Regions from separate parts of the Mus musculus genome. Here region 2 is linked to region 1. A link is a contact called in public Hi-C data. All regions are on one chromosome and are shown on one strand. Each heading gives the region's core, a stretch centred on a gene start, on an enhancer-like site or on the middle of the called end of the contact. The rest is flanking DNA. Distances are from core to core; before and after follow the strand shown.

Region 1 (6,928 bases), core at 1,974-4,473:
TAGGAGGGGTTAGAGTTGACAGACCTTATTTACACTGTAGTACTGTTTGTCATTTAGGTCTCTGTGCTTTGTTGAATGCTGTTCAGATCTTAACTATTTTCTGCCCCACCCCCTCAAGGATTTTGAACCTAGGCCCTGTGCTACCACAAATGCTCGAACTTGGAAAGATACACACACACACACACACACACACACACACACACACACACACACACACACACACACACACACACTGCCATGAGTTGCCCAGACTATCCTTGAATTTGCAGCCCTCCTGCCTCACCGTCTCAAATATCTGAGGTTATGGACCTGCGTTTCCAGGCCTGGTCTAGCCCAGCTTTTGTTACTGGAGGTGGTGGTGGTTTGTTATGAGTTTTTGTTTTGTTTCATGGGGTGTTTATTTTGGCAACGAGGTTGTAACAATTATTATGACAGGATACTAAAAATCTAAACAAATACTTTATTTCTCTCTGTAATCACATTGAGCTTTTGTGTATCTTAAGTTGGATTTAGGAATTTATACATCTATGGTTATCATACATTCCTGATGAATTCCATCACTGTTTCTCTTATCTGGAAACAGTCTCTCCTTTGAGGCTGGCCTGCAGCTTTCCTTCATTACTGGCAGCCCATTCAATTTCATTCTGTCCTACTTTTCCATTTATCCTGACAGTCTGCCTCACTGACATGGTCCCTCTGTTCATGCCTAAACCGGCCGTAGCATATATGCTTAAGGAAAGCAAGGGGAAGTACTTTTTTCTCTACCTGCCTTTCCTGTCCTGTTTTCTGGCTCGCTCTGTTGCTACATGATGCAGGTGTCTGCCTGACTCCTTGCTGGGCTCTAGAGAATCGCCCTAGCTTTTCTGGTAGTCCACATTTGTGAGGAACAAGTTCTTCACTTTTCTTATCTAGAAATACTTTTATTTTTACTCCTGTTTTTCATTTGCTTGCTTATTTGTTTGGGTGGGAGCATGTGGTCGTCTGCCACAGCTTGTGGGAGTCATTCTCTCTGTCAGACTAAGTTATGAACTGATGCCCTTGTTCCTAAGTAATGTTTTCATAAGATTCGTGCTTCTGAGTTGACAGGGTTTTTGTTGTTGTGTTTGTTTGTTTTGTCTTTTGTCCCCCTTGGTAGCTCTGGCTAGCCTGGAACGCTTTTATATAGACCAGGCCAGCATCAGAGTCACAGAAGCCTTTGGGGCGCTGGAATTAAATGTGCAGGGCCATGCCCAGCTGTCTTCTATTGATTCTGACATGGAAATCCCCACCAGTTGGTCCTGTTGTTAATTTACTGTATGTCTTATGTCCTTCTTTCCTGGCTTGAGATTTTCTCTTTAGTAGCAGTCTATGATGTGACTACCATTATTTTTCTATTTTTTCTAATTGGGATTACTGGACTCTGCATCTGTAAATCTATGTCTTTTATCAAATTTGGGGAGTTTGGGGCTATGATTTCTTCAAATATTTTTATTCTGTTTCATTCTCTTACTGGCACTCTGGCTATTCTTGTGACAGGCCTTTGGTTTGTCAGGAAATCCACCTGAGGCTGTTTCTGTTGCTGTCTAAGCCTCTCTTGTCATAGTTTTTGTTGCTCTTTAGGTTGTAAATGTTGTCTCCAGTTTTCAGGTTATTTTTCAGAAACATTTTAACTCTAGAATTTCTGTTTAGCTATTTTATAGTATCTGCTTTTTTACAGAAGTGTCCTTTATGTTTAGTCATTACAAACCATGTTTCACATAGCCATGGCCAGAGTTGGTTAGCTGCTGTGATTGCTGTTTTAAATCTGTCATTCAGGTTTATCTCAGCCAGTTTGCACTGCTTGCCCTTTCTCTCTGGATGTCTTATTTTCTTGCTGTGTTGGTTAGTTTCGGACATGGTGGGTTTTATTCCCTTCAAGAGTGTTAGGGTATTTTGTTCTAGAATGGTGGTGAACTTGGCTGGGTTGGATTTTATACACTGTCTTGCCTGTGGTAGTCAGCATCTGGAATGTCTTTTAAAGTTAGCTGTTTCCTCAGTGTTTGCTCTGTTCTTACTTAGTTTGGGTGTTGGCTATAGACTGGGACAACTTTATGCAAAGAGGGCTGAAACTTTGGCGCTCTGTATTAGTTTTAGCTGCCTCTTCAGCACATGAAGTCCTGGTGTTAGGAATAAAACCATCAAAATTAGAGAGTTTGACAGATGTCCTTCCCCTTCCCAGTTCTTCACCCTGCCTGCTCCTTATCTTTGTGGCAGTCCAGAGCTGTGGCTGTCTGGGGAGGTATATGTCCTTCATATACAAGTATGGACAATAGACAGTATAAGCATGCCAGAGTTTTAGTTCGTTCTTTCCTAACTGACTGGAGTAAATTATTTGTTACCCTTTTCTCTCTCGGCTCTACCTTCTCTCTTCCTTCCCTCACCACCCCATCTCTGTCTCTGTCTCCATCTCCCCTGATCCTCTTAAGTTCAGAACCAGCAGTCATTACTGTATTCACTAATGACTGGGTGAGCAATGTCTTAGGATAGCTGCAAACTGTACTCACCATAGCTTGTTTAACATTTAGCAAAATAGAAGATAATCACGTCTTGACTTTGATAATAATTCTCCAGTTGATGTGGTTAATACCTTTCTTGAATACTTGTTTTAACATTTTGATCTAAATCATCTACACAGTGAGATACTGGGAGAAGTCCTCTTCCAGAGTGAATCAAGAGTTTGTTTAAAAAGTGAAATTGTAGCAGAATTGATAATTACTTGAAATTAGTGAAAAAGCAAGAACAACATTAATAAAAAGAGCATAACATTTATTTTTCAAGGTGTTTGTCCAGTTTAAAGTACACAGACAGCCCCTGAGGGCAGATGCATGTGGTTTGTATGGGAACTCTAGCAGAATTCTCCCAAGCCAAGATGCTAAGTATGAAACATGAACGCCCTTAGCTATACTCCATCACATTAATAGGAAGCTTCTTTCAACTAGATACGAAGAGGCTGAAGTTCGGAAACAACTTGAAGAAAAGGACAGACGGGAGGAAGAGCAGCTGCAGCAACAGAAAAGGCAGGAGATGGGGAGAGAGGACAGCGGTGCGGCAGCCAAACGCTCTGTGGAAAATTTACTGGATTCCAAAACCAAAACCCAAAGGGTATTGCAAGTTTATTGTGTAAACGCTGGTCCTGTTTGCCAGGTGACCTATCTGGAGGAGGTGCACTGCCACTGTAAAGTTCTTTTGAGGCAATAGGGATACCATTGGTTGGAATTAGAATCAAAGGTCCTGACTGCAGGTTTTCCTGTGAGCTTCCACAGCAGCACTGTCCTGGTCACTGGTTACAATGTTAGCAGTCACTACAGTGGAAGGAGGGTGGCCTGAGAGGAACCATTGGATTGTCATCTATCTATCTAGTTCTGGGCCTGTGTGAGTTTTGCTTAACAACTCTTGGACTCAGGTTTGCCAAATGAAGATCTTTTTTTTTTTTTTTTTTGGTTTCTTGAGACAGGGTTTCTCTGTATAGCCCTGGCTGTCCTGGAACTCACTCTGTAGATCAGGCTGGCCTCGAACTCAGAAATCCGCCTGCCTCTGCCTCCCGAGTGCTGGGATTAAAGGCGTGAGCCACCATGCCCGGCCCAAATGAAGGTCTTAAAACGAGGTCTAAGGTGTCTTTTTCCTACTGATAAATCTCCATTAAGAGAAGGACCAGGGCCAGGCATGGTGGTAAGGTGAGTGCCTTTAATCCCAGCAGAGGCAGGTAGAGCTCAGAGTTCATTCAAGTGAGTTCCAGGCCAGCCAGGGCCACACAGGGAAACCCTGCCCAAAAAACAAAAATAAAATAAAGAGCAAAGGACTTGGTTTGCTGCTTTATTTGGTCCCAAACAGTTTTGGTTACTGGAGTCTTAGGCACACACGCCATCTATTCCTTTCTTCCTCTATTCCAGTTTTCCCTTTGTCTGTCCTGTTCAGCGTTTTATTCAATCTTCTTAGCATGTGTACAAGATGTCTTTATCAAAAGCCACCAGTGACACAATCTCTGCCAGCTGTCACTGTGCCCCTTCCTTACTTTCTCAGAATTACTCTCCTGAAGATGTAAGTGGTTTTCAGTTGTTGAACTCCTTGGAGGCTGTGCTTTGCTCCCTCTGATCCCTGTGTTTCTTAGGGGTACGTAGTGTTCCCCTGTTGCTAGTGTGGATTGCTGGTATTTGGGAGAGGTCTCACTGGGTTAAGCAGTCTGATCTCCCATTGTTGGAATTCACAGGGAGACAAACCACTAACCTTCTCAACAGGTCAAGTGGCTGCCGTAAGCAATAACCGGACTTAAAGGGGAATCTTTCATTTTGTTGCCTTTTCTTTTGTTTGTTTTTTAAGATAATTTATTTTTATTCTTTGGGCATTGGTGTTTTCCCTCCATGTATGTCTGAGTGCGGGAGTCAGATCTTGGAGTTACAGACAGTTGTGAGCTGCCATGTGGGTGCTGGTGTTAAGAGTCAGCAGTCAATGCTCTTAACTGCTGAGTCAGCTCTCAAGCCCCTTATTGCCTTTTTAGAAGTGAGTAGTCACTTTTTTTCTCTAATTTGAGACAGAGTCTCTTGTAGCCCAGGCTCACTTAAGTCGTTAAGGCTGGCCTTGAATTTCTGCTTTTTGCCTTTGCCCCAATTTCTAAGATTATAGGCCCTTGTAATCTTGCCAAGCTAATGGCATGCTAGGGTAAGCAAATGACCAGCTGTGCTACATCTCCCACCCTGTTACTGTGACGTTAACATTTGCCCACTTTGTCTCCTACACTGTTTCTCTCGCTCTCACTCTCGCTCTCGGCTTGAGTATTTGTACTATTTGAGTAGCTGCTCTGCTACTTTACTGCTAACTGCTTTGCTGCACAGTTCTCATAACTGTAGTCCTCGCCACCCTGTAAACTTAATAGTAACTCCTTAGTATCCCCGGGTGCTCAGTCTGTATTCGGATTTTGCTGTTGCCTGCATGTTAATTTCACAAGTTAATTTGTCCACAAGTTAATTTCACAAGTTAATTTGTTCACAAGTTAATTTGTTGAATCATGATGCAAAACAGTGAACTGTCTTCTGATTGTTATATCTCTTAAGGCGCTAAAATAATTTCCCTTTAAGATTCTCTTCCTCTGAAACTTCGTCATACCATGTACTTGACTGAATAAAGAAAGTGAACCACACTTTCCCCCAGCCTGTAGGCTTTCCTTTATTTCCTGCAGTGTCAGGGCAGTGCTGTTTAGTTTCATGATGAGAATTCTCTGCGGATGATACCCTGTGTTTCATATTGTGTCATGCTAGGAGCCAGACGATATATATAACTTGGGCAAATGTGTACCTACAAGTGTGTTACTAACTTTGACCCATAGGTTCAAGCGGGTCCTCAGTTTTCCCATCTATAAAATGAGCTAGCATCTTACAAGGTTATGTCATGTTGCCTCGGAAAATGTAAACTGTATAAGTAGTAGAAGTAGTATGTTGTTATTACTTGATTTTCCTTTAATTTTATGGTAGAAAACACTGACTAGAATACTAGAATTGCTGTTTCATTTTAAGAAACACTTCCTAATTAAGTACTCAAATGATATCTGGCACTTGTTTAAGAAAATTGGAGCCTGAACAGCGATTCTGATACACTTGTGGTTATTTTAGCTGATGCCTAGTAAAGCCAGTCCTGTGTCTAAACTCTTGAGGGCAGAGGGTGTTACCAGGCTGAGTACTTCATGCACTCAAGGCAAGTGCTCTGCTCCTGAGCTGTATCTTTTTTTAAATGTGTATTTTTTATAAAATGCCATTACTTGGCACACTATTTCTTAGCTTTCGATTGCAATGGAGTATTAAGTTTGAGTCTCTTTTGTGAAGTTGAAACGCTTTTCTTCTGTGAACTAGATTAACGGCGAGAAGAGTGAAGGAGCTGCAGCTGCAGAGAGAGGTATGTGAGAAAGGACGTTCCGCTGAGTCTCTCCACTGGAATAGACTTCAGTTTGATACAGGGAGAGTCTTCCTGTACTCTGTAAGTTCTGTATTGGTTTACTGAGGGGAGAGTTTATGCACCATTTTAGTCTGGTATGATTAAATGTGGCAGTGTGCAGCTTACTTGTTTTGTTTTCTAGGTACAGTAGTTAACCATAGTGTAGTATTTGAGAGATGACCACTCAGCAGCTGCTCTTCAGTATACTGAGTATGATACTTACCACTCTACCTCAGCTTCCCCATCTGTAAAGAGGGTTTCTTTTGGCTCACGGTTCCAGGGTACAGTTGATCACAGCAGGGAAGTAAGTAAGGAGCTTGAGGCAGCTGGGCAGCTGCAGTGCAGTCAGGAGGCAGAGGAAGGTGAGTGCTAGCACTCTGGTCATCGCTCCTCTTCACCCAGACAGTACCTCAGCCGTGGAGCCATGCCACCTCAGCCAGCTAATAGAAATGAGACAGTTCCTCACAGACGTGCCTAGAAGGTGTCTCTACGGTGATTTTAGATACTGTGAAGTTGACAGCATTAACTGTCAAAGGAGTTAGTAAGGAAACAGTTCATAGTGAATTCAGCTGCACATATTAAACTTTGAGAATCCATAGTAAATTTAAGGGCTGTTAGCTGTTATTTGTGATTCTAGTTTGTAAGAGTTAATTATTTAGTGGATGCCCTTATGCCCCGAAGAAGAAATCTTAACCTGTAATTTGCATGTATCCATACCTGGTATTGTGAGATCTAGTGACAAGTTTATGACCTACCAATAAGATAGGTAGTTGACTTCATCTATTAGAGAAATTTTTTCTTTTTCAGAAAAACTATAAATTAAACATAATTATATGTAGCACCAAAGTAATTGTGTACTGATCATACAGTAATTTTAAAAATAAACTACGTGTAGTGTAAGGTACTTTCCTCGAAGCTGTTGGTGATCTTAAGGTTAGTTTTCATCATCCTTGTAGTTCATCCTGCGTAGGTATTACCCCATTCTCCG
Region 2 (6,928 bases), core at 1,837-4,336, 270 kb after region 1:
GAACTCTGCCTCCTTAGTGCTGAGAACTTTTGGGGGCCTGGAGGATGACTCTGTGGTTAAATGAACTTGCTGTCCTCGCAGAGGATAGAATTTGGTTCCCAGCACCCACATAGGCAGTACACAGCTGCCTGCAACTCCAGCACCAGGGGATCTAATGCCTTCTGGCCTCTGTGGGTACCAGTATGCATGTGCTGCATATATGGGTAAGCAGGCATACACAAATACACATTAAAAAGAAAAGAGAAACAACAGAACTTTTCTGGAAGCCACAAATGGCGCTTTCTTTGTCAGTAGCAAAATGAAAGGTTAGAATGAAGGTAAAGAATTTTTTAAAGAATCCTGAAAGTACAGTGAAAGCTTTAGCTTTTGTACAAGGTATGATTTGTTGTTGTACATTCCTCCCAGTAGTTGGATTTAGCATTCAAATTATCTCATGTGACTCTCATAAAACTTGAAGTCTTAGCCAAGCATTGATATACACAATAAAAAAATACAAAACAAAAACCTGTTTTCCTTCAGGGGCAGCTGGAAGGTTAGTAATATATATATACACATACATGGTAATTAAATCCAGCTTCTAACAAACTTAAAGTTAAATTTTAATGACTTTTTATGGCTGGGTAATAAATTGTATGTAAATGAGACATGGGCAGAGACTTAGTTTATATTACCTGTCAAAGAAGTACGGATTGATGTTCTGGAAAGAAGCCATGGAGATCTGTCCTCAACCTAACTCAGCCACAACTGGTCCTTAGCCAAGTCAGTCAGCTTCACCAGCTGTAAAATATGACTGCCTGGCTTAGGCGCTGTAACTAATATTTGTGTTGTGTCGCGTCTTCAAAGTTCTTTTCTGTGTGTGATCTAACTTAATTATTCAGATCCTACAGGTCAGAAGGATAGTTACTGTTGAGCTCATTATAGAGATGGAGATAGAAAGGCTCGTGAATGTAAAATATGTAATTAGAGTTGTACAGACTGTAAATGGCAGAGGTAGGATTTAGACTTGGCTGTCTGGGCACAGTTCTGTGTAGGTAGTCACCATTGCTACCATCTAAAATGTCTGGCCTAATAAGGTTACATTTAGTCATTGCTCAGTTATGGCCAGACTTTTAAAGGTGCCTTTTAACAGTTTTCAACAGGTACAACATGTTCTTTAGCCTGTGGGACCAAATGCTTTTATGGTTCCATTTCGGGTGGAGCCAATTAACTATTCAGTTAATAGCCACACTTTATAGCTAAGGTAATTGAAAAGCCACATCACACTGGCTGATTTTTTTTTTTTTTTTTTTTTTTTTTGCCACTCCAGCTGCTTTCAAGAGCCCACATTGATTTCTGCCTAGATAGCTTCCAGAATTTCTGGGTCAATATAAAAATTCTTTCTCTCATTACTTGTTACTAATGTGTGAAGAGTCCTAACAGTAGCAACAAAACTTGTAAGTAAACCCTGGCGAGTGTAATAAATCGTGTAGGACTAGAAAAATGCCTCAGTGGGTAAAGTGCCCATCACCCAAGTGTGAGGACCAGATTTCAATCCCCAATGCCCATGTGAGCCAGACATGATGGTAGCGCGTGTCTGAAATCCCAGCACTCTTATGAGGAGATGGGAAGCAGAGACCAGAGAATCCTTGGAAGCTGCTGGGCCAGTCAGGTGTCGTATAAAGCAACTGTCGTATAAAGACAAAATCCAAAGAGGAAAAGATGCAATGTCTGGATTCTCTCACGATAGAGCACATGTGAGCATGGCAGACATATACACAGATAAAAGGCAAAAAAAAAAAAAAAAAAAAAAAGGTATGCTCATGCACTTCCCACTGGAAGTCAGTTCCAAACTTTGATAATTCCTCACAAGCTATTCTTTCTGCAGCTCTCAATTTCCATACGAAGTGAGTAATCTCTGTGTAATAGACCAGTAACATTACAGATTTGGAAATAGACCTAAGGAGACTTTACCAAAACTCATGGACAGGCAAAGGAAGGGAAGATGCAGAGTGGGGGTTATACTAAGGTAGCTGCGTTTCATCAGTAATGTTTTAAAGGTCATTTAAAAATTCTAATACAGCCAGGCATGGTGGCACACGCCTTTAATCCCAGCACTCGGGAGGCAGAGGCAGACGGATTTCTGAGTTCGAGGCCAGCCTGGTCTACAAAGTGAGCTCCAGGACAGCCAGAGATATAAAGAGAAACCCTGTCTCGAAAAACCAAAAAAAAAAAAAAAAAAAAAATCTAATACACTCTTACAAGAAATTTCCACAGACACACATACTACCAATGTACCAATACTAGAGAGTCAGCATAAGTTACCAAGAGGATTTGTAGCTGTGTGGATCTTGATCTGATCTAATCTAGGTATTTCCAAATGTTACGGAAGTATGCGTGAGAGCATAAGAAACTCTATCTGGGGCTAGTGGATGGCTCACTGGGCAAGAGCACTGACTGCTCTTCTGAAGGTCCTGAGTTCAAATTCCAGCAATCACATGGTGGCTCACAACTACCCGTAATGAGATTTGACACCCTCTTCTAGTGTGTCTGAAGACAGCAACAGTGTACTTATTTATAATAATAAGTAAAAAAATTTTTTAAAGAAATTCTATCTGGAGAAAGGTATTTCAAGTATTGACTTATCAAAAAATTGCTTTGTGCTTCTCCTGTGAATTTTAGTCTGAGAGAGAGAAGGCAATAGGAGAGAATAGGATCAACAAATCATAGCCAGGATTGGGGTGCCTGAAATCTAGTCCTAGCACCTAAGAGGAGGTAGAGGCAGGAGGATAAAGCCATGGATTTGAGGCCAGCCTGGTCTACACTGTGAGTTCTAGGAAAGCCAGTGAGAGTCTGATTCAAACAAAACAGGAACTAACAACAAACGCCAAAATAAAAAAGAAAGAAGCCACAAAATAGAGGATAGAAGATAATAGTCATTAACTTATCCAGAGACAGAGTCTTTGAAGGCAAGCCCCACATATTCTGTAGAAAAACAAGGCCTTCCTACTGTTTATTATTGAGTACCGCACTTACAAACGGTCTATTTTGGTTTACTTCCTCTTTGGAATGATCCTGGCCTTGGGATCCAGTTGGCTTTCTTTTCTTTCTCCTCTGAGTATAGACGGTCATCTAGTGACAGCAGAGAGAACTGCAGCTACCCTCCAGCTATTGAGGAAGCTTGTTGGATCTGCAATGAAAGGAGTTAGGTTGGCATTATTCACCACAACAGAGACCACCTTGTTTGTTTGTTTGTTGTTTTGTTTTTCGAGACAGGGTTTCTCTGTATAGACCTGGCTGTCCTGGAACTCACTTTGTAGACCATGCTGGCCTCAAACTCAGAAATCCGCCTGCCTCTGCCTCCCGAGTGCTGGGATTAAAGGTGTGCGCCAACACGCCCGGCATCAGAGACTACCTTAATACTGCCATCTGTAAGCCTGTCTCCTAAGCACTCCTCCTACCAAAGGCCACTTTATAACATTGTCTTCTTGTGTCCCTCTTCCCTGAGAGAGTATCTTAAGATCAACTTAACAACAGGCTTTGTAACACTGTATTCTTGTGGGTCATTGATACTACCTCAAAAGCTAGATTTGGAATACCTTCTTCTTGTACATAGCCTCCAACAGAGACACCTCTTTTTTCTTCATTATTTTAAATTCCTTTTATAACTTTTTGAGAGCTTTGCACATGAGCATTGAGTCTCTATCCACTCCTTGCCTTTCCTCATCCGTCAAACTGCTCCAGTGTCTATCCCTCCCAATGCATGGCCTTGTCTTTATTATTTTTACATATACATATATAAATACATATGTGTATGCATCCTCTGAGGGCATTCAGCATTGCTTATATGTACAATTATCTCGAGTTGACCACTTGGGATTGCACATCCTATGCAGGGCTGGCTCTCCTGGAGGAAAGTCATTCTCTCTTTCAGCAACTATTGGTCATTGTAGCTCTTCTAGGCGTGGGTCCATATGGAACATCCTGTGTCCACATTGGCATGTCAGCTGATGTTGTCTTTAGCCAGTCTTCACACAATCATTAGTGGGTGCATTTGCCCTGTCATGCTTAGGGGATACTATCTAGTAACAAGTGTCCTGGACCATGAGTCTTATAGTCTTTCTGCCCCTTCTATGATTTTCCTTGAGCCTTGGGCGTAGGGCTTGTTTTGAATACGTGTCAGTTGGGGTTGGACACCCCACAGATCTGTAATCTCTGCGTTTTGACCAGGGTGGGTCTCTGTAATAGTCTCCATCTGTTACATAAGAAAGCTTCTTTGATGGGGTGTGAGAGCAACTCTTATCTTCAAGGTTCAAGGAAGAGTTTAGGATAAAGTTAGAAATTACATCGGTTTAGGAAAAAGGCAGGATTAGGGTCTCCACTCGGGTCTATGAGCTCTCTGGCCACGGGTAACCAGTTGGCTAGGATTACAGTACCAAAAGTGGATTTCTGCCCATTGAGAAACCCTGGATGTCCTGGAACAATCCAATTAGACAGCCATGGTTACAAGATAAAAGCGACTATTGACCATGCGAGCTATCTTGCTTTGTTATGCCTATGGTCCTTGGGTTTCACAGCTGGATAGGCCTATAGATTGCTCCTCTCACTGGGCAGCTTGTTTAGCACCTGCATGTGTCGGAGCTAGTCCTCTGCAGGAGGCGCCCATCTCAGTTCCAGTTCAATTTCTCCAAGTCTGTGTCTGAAGTGTGTGGTGTCTTCAGCAATAAGGTCTTGCCTTCAAGTTCTGGAAGTCAACCGAGGGCAGTGGCAATGATCCATATTGGTTTTTGGTTTTTGTGGGAGGTTGGTGGGCGTGTTGTTGGAATTCTTGTATTCTTCTGACAGTAAATCAAGGGGAGTTTCCCATACCTGGTACTGAGCCTTTTGCGGGGAGCATCATCACCTCGGGTACAGTAACTCCATTTAAATAAATAAATGTGTTTGCTCACTCACATAACATGCCTTCAGAAAGCTGAATCAGACTTTAGTGAGCATTTATTTTTTTTTTTTTTAGATTTATTTATTTATTATATGTAAGTACACTGTAGCTGTCTTCAGACACACCAGAAGAGGGCGTCAGATCTCGTTACGGATGGTTGTGAGCCACCATGTGGTTGCTGGGATTTGAACTCCGGACCTTTGGAAGAGCAGTCGGGTGCTCTTACCCACTGAGCCACCTCACCAGCCCCTAGTGAGCATTTATATATGCCCTGAATGTTAAATTGTGTATTTAACAAGAAAGACTTACAGAACATCTCAACTTTTAAAAATGTTACCTTAGGGCTCAAGAGATGACTCAGTGATTCAGAGTACAGTTTGTTCTTCCAGAGGATCCAGGTTCAATTCACAGCACCCACGTACAGCACCGCTGCATGGCAAGGTGTTTAATAGTATGTATGATTTATATTCAATGATAAAGGGTTTTTATAAGATTGATTGATTGATTGATTGATTATATGTAAGTACACTGTAGCTGTCTTCAGACGCACCACAAGAGGGCATCAGATCTCATTACAGATGGTTGTGAGCCACCATGTGGTTGCTGAGATTTGAACTCAGGACCTTTGGAAGAGCAGTCAGTGCTCTTACCCGCTGAGCCATACAATTAAAATGTAATTTAAAGTTTTAAATTAAAATGCAAATCTATTTTAAATGGCAGAAGGTATTGAAAGACCCCCGTTTCGGGGAGATCCTCGCTCAAGTCCCAGGATGAGCCGATGCCCCAATAACTTGAGAGAAATTGTTCTTGATGCAATATCGCATGAGGTTTATTTGGAAATCAGCATTCTGAGGCCGAGCTCGTAACCCGCACAGGGGCAGAGGGGATCGACCCCCCCAGCAGTTGCAGTTGAGGGTTTTTAAAGAATAAACTGCAAAGTGAGGGGAGGATAAGACCACAAAGAATGGGGAAGCTGAGTAAACATCGTAAAAATGGGGATGGTGAATTACAGCTCATCTCTCATGCTGAAGGCAAAAGAACAAAGAACTCCATGCTGGGCTTCGTTTCTAGGGGTCTAAGAAACACATTGAGTTGGGGTCTTACAGTATTAGGGAGCAATGACTTTAATTTTAACTTTGTATTAGTCAGGGCTCTTTAGAGTCACAGAACTTATGGAATGTCTCTCTTTTTGAGGGAATTTATTCTTTGTGAGTTTCATATTATGCACCCCAGGGCTGCTCATCTCCCTGTCCCCTCATATATGCTCTTTGCCCTTACAACCTCCCCCCAAAATAAAACACACACACACAAACGAACAAAAACAAAACATAGAAAATGTCTTACCATGGGAGCTGTAGTGTGTCACAGTGGGTCCCATAGTGTATCTCTCTATCCACACATTTTCACTTGCAAATGTTCATTGTAATGAGTTATCACCGGCTGGTTTGAGATCTTTGGCTTCTACAACATCATCACTATTGGATCCTCATAGGAACTCCTCTGGGTTGTCCTGTTGTTGCCCTGTGTCATGGAGATCCCGAAGCTTTGGAACAGCAGGACCGGCCCTTTCACACATCTCAACCATTCACAGATGATATAGATTTTGGGGTGGGCCAACTCAGAGGCCAAATCTGGGCCCGGGTGGTAGCTGAGCTATTCAGCCCACAGGCTCTCCTTTATGTGCATCACTAGGGTGAGCTCTCCAGCACTGCTCTGAGTTGCATCCAGTGCTGCTGTGCTGCCGCTGGGAGGAGGCAAGGTCAGCTCTCCTGCTCTCATGCCCTTGGATGACTCACTCGCACCCCTGCCTCCAGGATAGGCTCCACTTTGCTTCCCAGTCAAGGTTCCAGTACCACTACTCTCCCAAGGGCTGCAGCCTGTGAGGGGCTGGGCCAGCTCTGCTGCTCTCACACGCTCGGGGCTGGCTCACCCAGCCTTTGCCATCAGGGCCAGCTCTCCTCAATGCTACAGGCAGGGGCTGTAGTGGGGCAGGGCTAGTTCTCCCAGCTACTG

What was found. Hi-C and Micro-C count contacts between places; a contact is called where the count stands out from the background.
Region 2: a Hi-C map of liver shows a contact between it and region 1, with 2.0 times the contacts expected there. The contact joins two enhancer-like sites. A contact is called at or near these places in 4 of 39 promoter capture datasets (embryonic stem cells, erythroid cells and macrophages), 3 of 15 datasets of contacts at CTCF or cohesin (the NIH/3T3 cell line, pro-B cells and stem cell-derived epiblast-like cells), 8 of 484 Hi-C or Micro-C datasets (3T3-L1-derived adipocytes, the HPC-7 cell line, Th1 cells and 4 more), 9 of 115 datasets of contacts at active chromatin or transcription factors (the 230-238 cell line, astrocytes, bone marrow-derived macrophages and 4 more) and 3 of 9 other capture datasets (adipose tissue, embryonic stem cells and macrophages).

What each region holds. Positions count from the first base shown.
Region 1 is chr2:126,726,203-126,733,130 of GRCm38.p6, forward strand. Usp8 (ubiquitin specific peptidase 8) reads left to right here. Exons shown (of 19, transcript NM_019729.3): 5 at 2,958-3,120; 6 at 5,859-5,901. Among named protein-coding and RNA genes, the nearest start is that of Usp8, 22 kb to the left of the region's middle. Within about 2 kb of position 3,224, at least 6 of the 459 cell types and tissues checked have an H3K27ac peak or open chromatin away from gene starts, as enhancers often do. A contact at or near this core is called in liver, where this site is marked.
Region 2 is chr2:126,993,880-127,000,807 of GRCm38.p6, forward strand. No RefSeq gene overlaps it. Among named protein-coding and RNA genes, the nearest start is that of Ap4e1, 11 kb to the right of the region's middle. Within about 2 kb of position 3,087, at least 113 of the 459 cell types and tissues checked have an H3K27ac peak or open chromatin away from gene starts, as enhancers often do. A contact at or near this core is called in liver, where this site is marked.